Regions from separate parts of the Zea mays genome. Here region 1 is linked to region 2. The links are chromatin contacts, called in public Hi-C maps. All regions are on one chromosome and are shown on one strand. The core of a region is the stretch at or near the end of the contact, and the rest is flanking DNA. Distances in the headings are between cores, read along the strand shown.

The links. Hi-C and Micro-C count contacts between places; a contact is called where the count stands out from the background.
Region 1: a Hi-C map of tassel shows a contact between it and region 2, with 2.3 times the contacts expected there. The contact joins the enhancer-like site here to the promoter of LOC103627257 in region 2. A contact is called at or near these places in 5 of 25 Hi-C or Micro-C datasets (ear, leaf and tassel).

What each region holds. Positions count from the first base shown.
Region 1 is chr5:173,843,137-173,846,621 of Zm-B73-REFERENCE-NAM-5.0, reverse strand. No RefSeq gene overlaps it. Among protein-coding and RNA genes, the nearest start is that of LOC100280896, 43 kb to the left of the region's middle. Within about 2 kb of position 1,676, at least 17 of the 20 cell types and tissues checked have an H3K27ac peak or open chromatin away from gene starts, as enhancers often do. A contact at or near this core is called in ear, leaf and tassel, where this site is marked.
Region 2 is chr5:173,754,191-173,757,463 of Zm-B73-REFERENCE-NAM-5.0, reverse strand. It overlaps LOC103627257 (RING-H2 finger protein ATL72), which reads left to right and starts at 1,748. Exons shown (of 1, transcript XM_008647543.4): 1 at 1,748-3,273.

The sequences.
Region 1 (3,485 bases), core at 427-2,926, 89 kb before region 2:
ACTTGTCGAGTTGTGTTGTGAGCTCTTGTTGCGACTTGTGTGCGTGTTGTTGCTCTGATTTTGTGTCTTGTGTGAGTTGCTCATCCCTCCCTTACTCTGTGCTTCTTTGTGAACATCAAAGTGTAAGGGCGAGAGGCTCCAAGTTGTGGAGATTCCTCGCGAGCGGGATATAGTAAACAAAGCAAAACACTGTGGTATTCAAGTGGGTCTTTGGACCGCTTGAGAGGGGTTGATTGCAACCCTCGTCCATTGGGACGCCACAACGTGGAGTAGGCAAGTTTTGTACTTGGCCGAACCACGGGATAAACCACTGTGTCTATTTGTCTTGATCCTCTTGTGGTTATTGTGTTTTGCAAGAATTCCTCTCTTGCCACTTGGCCTTATTGTGCTAACGCTTAATCAAGTTTTTGTGGCTTTAAGTTTAAGTTTTCACAGGATCACCTATTCACCCCCCCTCTAGGTGCTCTCACTTGCGCGAGCCGTTGAAATTGTACTGAGTGGGGCGAGAGTCTTGCGAGACAGTGACAACCGCATTTGTGTCACGGTCACCAACGTGCACCAGAGGGAACGAGGCCCGCAGCGTTTTGCCCGGAAACTTGTTAGTGGAGACGGCGGGGAGCGTCCGAGAGGAGCCATAAGCGGAGCACCACTTACGCGTGGAGAAGGCCCGCGGCTCTCTACGGAGTTACTCGACCGAGATGCTTGGCTCTCGTGTGGGCTTCCCTTTGCGTAGGAGCACCAACGAGGATTAGTCGGGACCTTGCGTGGTTCCGGATACCTCGGTAAAAATACCGGCGTCATCCACGAGAGTTTGCATCTCTACCTTGCTCTTTAGCTTCCGCATTTATATTAAGCATTTAAGTTGTAATTTTGTCTTTATAATTAGATTGCTTTGTATTGAAACTTAGACATTACGGTAGAGATAACAACACTTAGACAAAACATAGTTTGCACATTCTAGTTTGATTATTTACATATGTTTTGCTTTATAAATTTAATTATGCCCTTGTTTAGAGAAAGTTTTAAAACTCTTAATTCACCCGCCCTTTTTAGGCGTCACCTGTTTCCTTTAGAGGACACAGAAAAAATTAACTCATATTTAGCACAACTCAGCTTCATTGTTGAAGCTATGTTTAAACCAGTTTTGTGAGTACAGCTTTATCAGTGAAGCTGAGCTATTTTAGAAATTTTGTTTAATAAAATAGCTTTAACGACAATTTCATGCATGACTAAGAGACAGTGGCGGAGTAAGCCCAAGACCGGAGCTTGGACACCGATTTAAATTTCTAGATTTCATCTAAGTCTCTATTCAATATAGATTAATAAATTTCAATACTATATTCTACTATCAAATGTCTCCTCATCGCTAACAATAAAAAAATCACAATACGTTGATACTCAATACTTACATTAAACCAAATGTTCAATCAACGATTATATACTATTATATACGTACTATAAAAAAACAATTAACAGTTGAGAAACCATAAATTGACAACAACTCACTTCGGTTGTGACTTGGGCGGTACGAAGTAGGGGCTGCGACAGAGGCGCGGCTGGGCAGCTGGCCCTGGCCGACGCGGGGCGTGTGGCTGACGTGGCAGTCCAGAACGGCTGAGCTCTACGGCGGAGCAGGCACGCAGTTGGTCAGAGCAGCGGCACTCGTTGCTTGCCCGCTTCCTGTTTCGTGCCTTCGCAAGCTGGAAACGATGGCTGCTGGGCCGAGGATTGGAGAGTTGGACCATACATACTGGGCCCTTGCAGGCTGAAGCCCAGGCACGTGTTCGGAGTATCCGAGCTGTGTCTCTGCAACTGCTAAGTTTATTCACAATGGTAGTTTCATTATGGTTTCATACATATTTAATAGTATAATATTAAAGGTAAATGAGTTTTGTGGAATAAAATTGATTTTATGAGGATGAAACTATGTCAACTAGTTTTCAAGGTCTTGGAAATCATGTGAAAGATCTATTAAAAGTGGTTTATTTCATCTTCATATATTTTACTGATTTGTATTGACTATTTAGTTGCATCATTCAATTAATATGTTAGTGTATGAAATAGTGTAGTGAAATAGCCACTGTGATTAGCCTAAGAGAGAACAAAGATATAAAAAACTACTTTTTTAGTTCCACCTTTGACCTTTCTTCATTCCGTGTACAGATTAGCTTCGTCAATCAGTTTAGAAAAAATGAAAAAAAAATATATGTTACAACAATTCTATCGGTGGAAAGGGTGGTGTTGACGCCTTTTCGGAGCACCAAATACTCAATAAGAACCGTGACGGTGCTCTCTGGTCAGGCGCGGACGGTCCGCGACCTGGCGCAGGGGCTAGGGTTCCCTACCTAATGGCCGGACCGTCCGCACCCTAGGGCCGGACGGTCCGCGCGTGCGCAAGGGCGGCGGAGGATCGCCGGCGGCGCCTAGATCTCGCTCCCGGGAGGGACCCCGTCGGAGAGAAGAGATCCTAGGAGTTGTATAGGCTCGGGTAGACCGACCTAAACTCCTCTAATCGACGTAGAGTCAAAGAGAAGCAGAGGATTTGAGGATTGGAAGACTAAACCTAAACTAGACTAGAACTACTCCTAGGATAAAATGTAAATTGTATTGATTGAAGGTTCGATTCGTTTATCAAATCGACCGTTTAGCTCTCTATTTATAGAGGAGGGGGCTGGACCCCTTACAAACAAATTTTTGAGTTTATCCCGAGATTCTCGCCAGCAAACATAGCAAGAAACTCGGAACACTAATCTGTTCTGCGCCTATGCGGACCGTCCGGCCCACAGACGCGGACTGTCCGGACCGTGGACCGTCTGGCCCCAGGGCCGGACCGTCCGGCCTTCTCATTTTGGTGCCCAACATATGCCCCCTGCGTTTTGGTGGAGCTGAGCAAACCAAAAGCATTTAACTCGATGTGATTACATCGGTTTTCTTAAGCATCTTGCCACATACTAGGATGGTACTGCTTGAGAAAACGTCCATTCAAAGCCTTAGGTAAATCCTTGCCTTGTAATGTTTGTAGTAAATAGGCATTACCAGACATTACCTGTTTTACTTTATAAGGACCCTCCCAGCTTAGCGACCACTTCCCAAACTTTTTGTCTTTGTTCCTTAGCGGCAGGATGGTCTTCCACACCAGATCCCCTACTTAAAATGACTTTGCTTTGACCTTCTTGTTGTAGGCCCTGGCTACCATGATCTTGTCCTTTTCTATTGCTCACAAAGCTATCACCCTCTTGTCGGTCACCTCATCAATATTATCCATCATTGAATTATAATAATCATTGACAGTTAGATCATTTTGCCTAGCGAACCTGACAGCATTTAAACTTATTTCCACAGGCAACACTACTTACTGCCCATAGACAAGCTCAAAAGGAGATACTTTAGTAGCACTATGTTTAGATATTCTGTGAGCCCATAAAGTTTCGGACAAAATCTTATGCCAATGCTTAGGATTATCGGATATCTTTTTTTATCAAGTT
Region 2 (3,273 bases), core at 499-2,998:
GAGAGGTAACTCTCTCATGCTTCTGTTACCTGTAGAACAAGGGGCAACTGGGACAGCATTATTATTCATTTATTGATGAGGACTTCAGGCGCTGTTGCTGCAGCGGAGTGTAATAAAGCTTAACAAACTGGAGCACTGCTCGATTTTAGCGATAATGCTGGCCTTGCTCTTCTTTCAGAAATGCATAGCAAGTGGGTTTGAACAAATTTAAGGTTTATTTATGTGTATACCCAAAAACAAGTCATTTTGTTTTCCCCTTTTCACAAATGTGTATAGCATCTTGGTGGCACAAAAGGTGGATTGTATCTGTTGTTTTTTATAAGCTAGTGTTGTTGTTGTTTTTTTGGGTAAGCTAGAGTCATGTAGCTAGAGTCGTGTAGTCATGTAGCTAACTAAGAGGGTATTTAAATGCACTAGAGTTAAAAATTTACTAGTAGAATTAGCTAGCTAACTAACAACTAATTTACTAAAAATAGCTAATAGATGAAATATTAGTTAGGGTGTTTAGATGTCTTTAGCTAATTTTAGCCACTAACTATTATCTCTAGTGTATTCAAATATATCCTAACTATTAGCTACAGTGTATTCAAGCACCCCTAAGTCATAGTTGACTCCGCACAATATGTCCACGGTGAGATCCTCATATGCCATTGGTTGAAAAAAAAAAAGGTGAAGTTGCTTTCGATCGGATAGGAATAGAAGCTCAGGGTGCACCAAAGATCATATTCATCGCTATCTGGCCTCAACCTTGAATGCTCAACAAAAGCAGGTGGTTCTTCTATATGTATGATGTATCGACGAGTGGAATAACTTTTCTCCTACTTTGTTTATCCCACACAGGTTTTTTTTAATCCATACAAAAACCGGCGCGTTCAAGTGTAGAAAACAGAACTGTCTTTGCGCAGTACGGGAACGCTAGATCAAGCAAGTGAAGGTCCTTCGATGTTTTGGTTCCTTTTTTTATGCTTTGTTTAAACTTTCATGGCAGTCATTATTCATTTCATTCAATATTGGTTTCCTCCCCCGCTACATTTTGGATCAAGTTTTGAGTGTGTGGTGGACCATCTTCTTATCCACTCAGTGGTGCGCTTCCATTCTTCTCCATTTGCTACGCACTGTTGGCCATGCCAGAATACTGGAAGGATAACCTTTTTTATAATAAGTGTGTATATATACTACTCCTACATGAGACATATATTTGCCACGATCAGTGCATAATTTTTTTTATCGAGATATTTGAAGGATTATATGGATCGCATTGGGACATGCATCTGGTAAGCTACTGGGCATACTTATCTGGTTTGCCCTTTCTTTAGAACGTGTTACAGGCTTTTTTTTGGGATTAAAAAGCTACAGTGTTGTTGCACAAATCTGTTGCAACTCAAATTTGGGTAGGCAGGGAAGTAAACAGCTCGTCAAAACGTGGCCATCGTCTTGCTCGCTTAGAGCCTGCTTGGATACCCATATATATGCCTTAATCCAACCACTACAACACACATACGTTGAAGTAGATACATGGGCATCTAAACAAGGCTTTAAGCATAATTATCTCATTATCTTAAGCGTTTTTGAAGAAGAAGAAGAAGAAGAAGAAGAAAAAGTCTGTGTTTCTTGTTTTCGCTTCGAAAAACATTGTTCCTTATAAGCTTTTGCGGAAACCTGATAAAGCTAGGCCCTATGCTTATCCTATTGTTCCTTATGAACTTCTGCGAACGAAGTCCCACTATCCCAGAATGGATGTCCGTTATCATTCTGCTTGTCAATTCGCCTATTTTTGCTTTCCGTCCCTTTCTTAATCCACGTTCTGATTTCTGCACGTGGCTGCCTTTTCAGCTATCGAGCCAAAGCTTACGCAAAGAGACAGAGGTGTCGAATTAGCCTATACTTCCCACATGTGTTCCCTCCCTCAGGCCTCAAACATAGAAATAGAAGTCGGCTGTAATTATTTAATTTAATTTGGCTCATCAGGATTCAAGCTTGAGAACTCTGGCCCTGTGATACCCTATTGAATTGCATGTAGCTTAAGTCGATGGAATAAAAAAAAGGGTGCACTTATGGCTAATTCACTTTTATACTTGTCAACAATCAGAATCGTCCCAGACTCCCAGTGTGCCTGTGGCAGAACATTCTTTTGCTTCCTGGATAGTGGAGACAGTCACATATGAAAACGATCTTTTCGTGAGAAAACTAAGACAGAAAGAAAACATAAGACTCTGAACCTGCAGTTTAGCAAGATTAGACATTCCAGGAAATGCAACTAACGAGACAATCATCGTTGGAGGCAGCTGACCTGGGGCGCGCCATGCATCCTCGAAAGCAGGCAAAGCTTGTGGGTCGGAGTTGCGAGCTCTGCTCACTGTTCGAAGTGGAAGGGATCAGAAGCAGCCAATCAGCATATGCAAAAATGCGACGTGGTTTGTGAGTGGTAATTAGTTGCTTTGTCAGCTTCACCATCGATCGTGCTCACATGCTTCATTGTCTTGGTATGTTACTGCCTCATGATTGCTCCAAGATCGAGGATACGATTCTCTACAAGATTGGTTGGTGTGTGTTAGTGTTACTGTCAGCTGTCATACTAGTCAAACTCAACTTTCTTGGACCATGGTTTCTCTCTCTCTCTCACACACACACACAGCTCCCGTCTTTTTGTCAAGTTGAAGGTCTATCAAGTTGAAGGATGTTTCCTATAAGTGATACAAGAAGGCACTAGTGTCACAGACAGAGTTGCATTTATCATATGTATGCTTTAATTTGTTTTAGTCAGTAGTAATAGTAGTCAAGATGTTAATTAATCTACTAGTACCTGCGAGTGTACAATAATTGCAATCTGGAAAGAAACCGGATTTTTGGAAGTCAAACTCACTATCATATATGCTTTCCCTTGGGCAGACCATGCCCACGAGTTGAGTTGGCTGGCTGGACCAGAGTTTGACCCCCCAAAGTTCACAAATAATTCAGTTGCCATGAACCACACGGTATGGCAAGGAGTGGCAGAGGTCAAAGATACAGCCTCCCCCACATGCCACATGGCCTGCAAAAAGAGTGCAACACTAGCAAATAATTCAGTGCCTGATCTCCCTTTTCTAATCCATCTCTTGCTGCTGCATGTGTGCTGCTAAGCCTCCCTTATCCTGCTTTACACCCATGATCAGGCAGACAAGATCTGGTGCTATACCAGCTAGTGCCCCTCTGATTCCCGGAAAGCCACCACTGTTAACAACACACTCACACGCCCAGACCCAGCTAGCTAGCTTCCTAGTGCCTCCTGGCCGG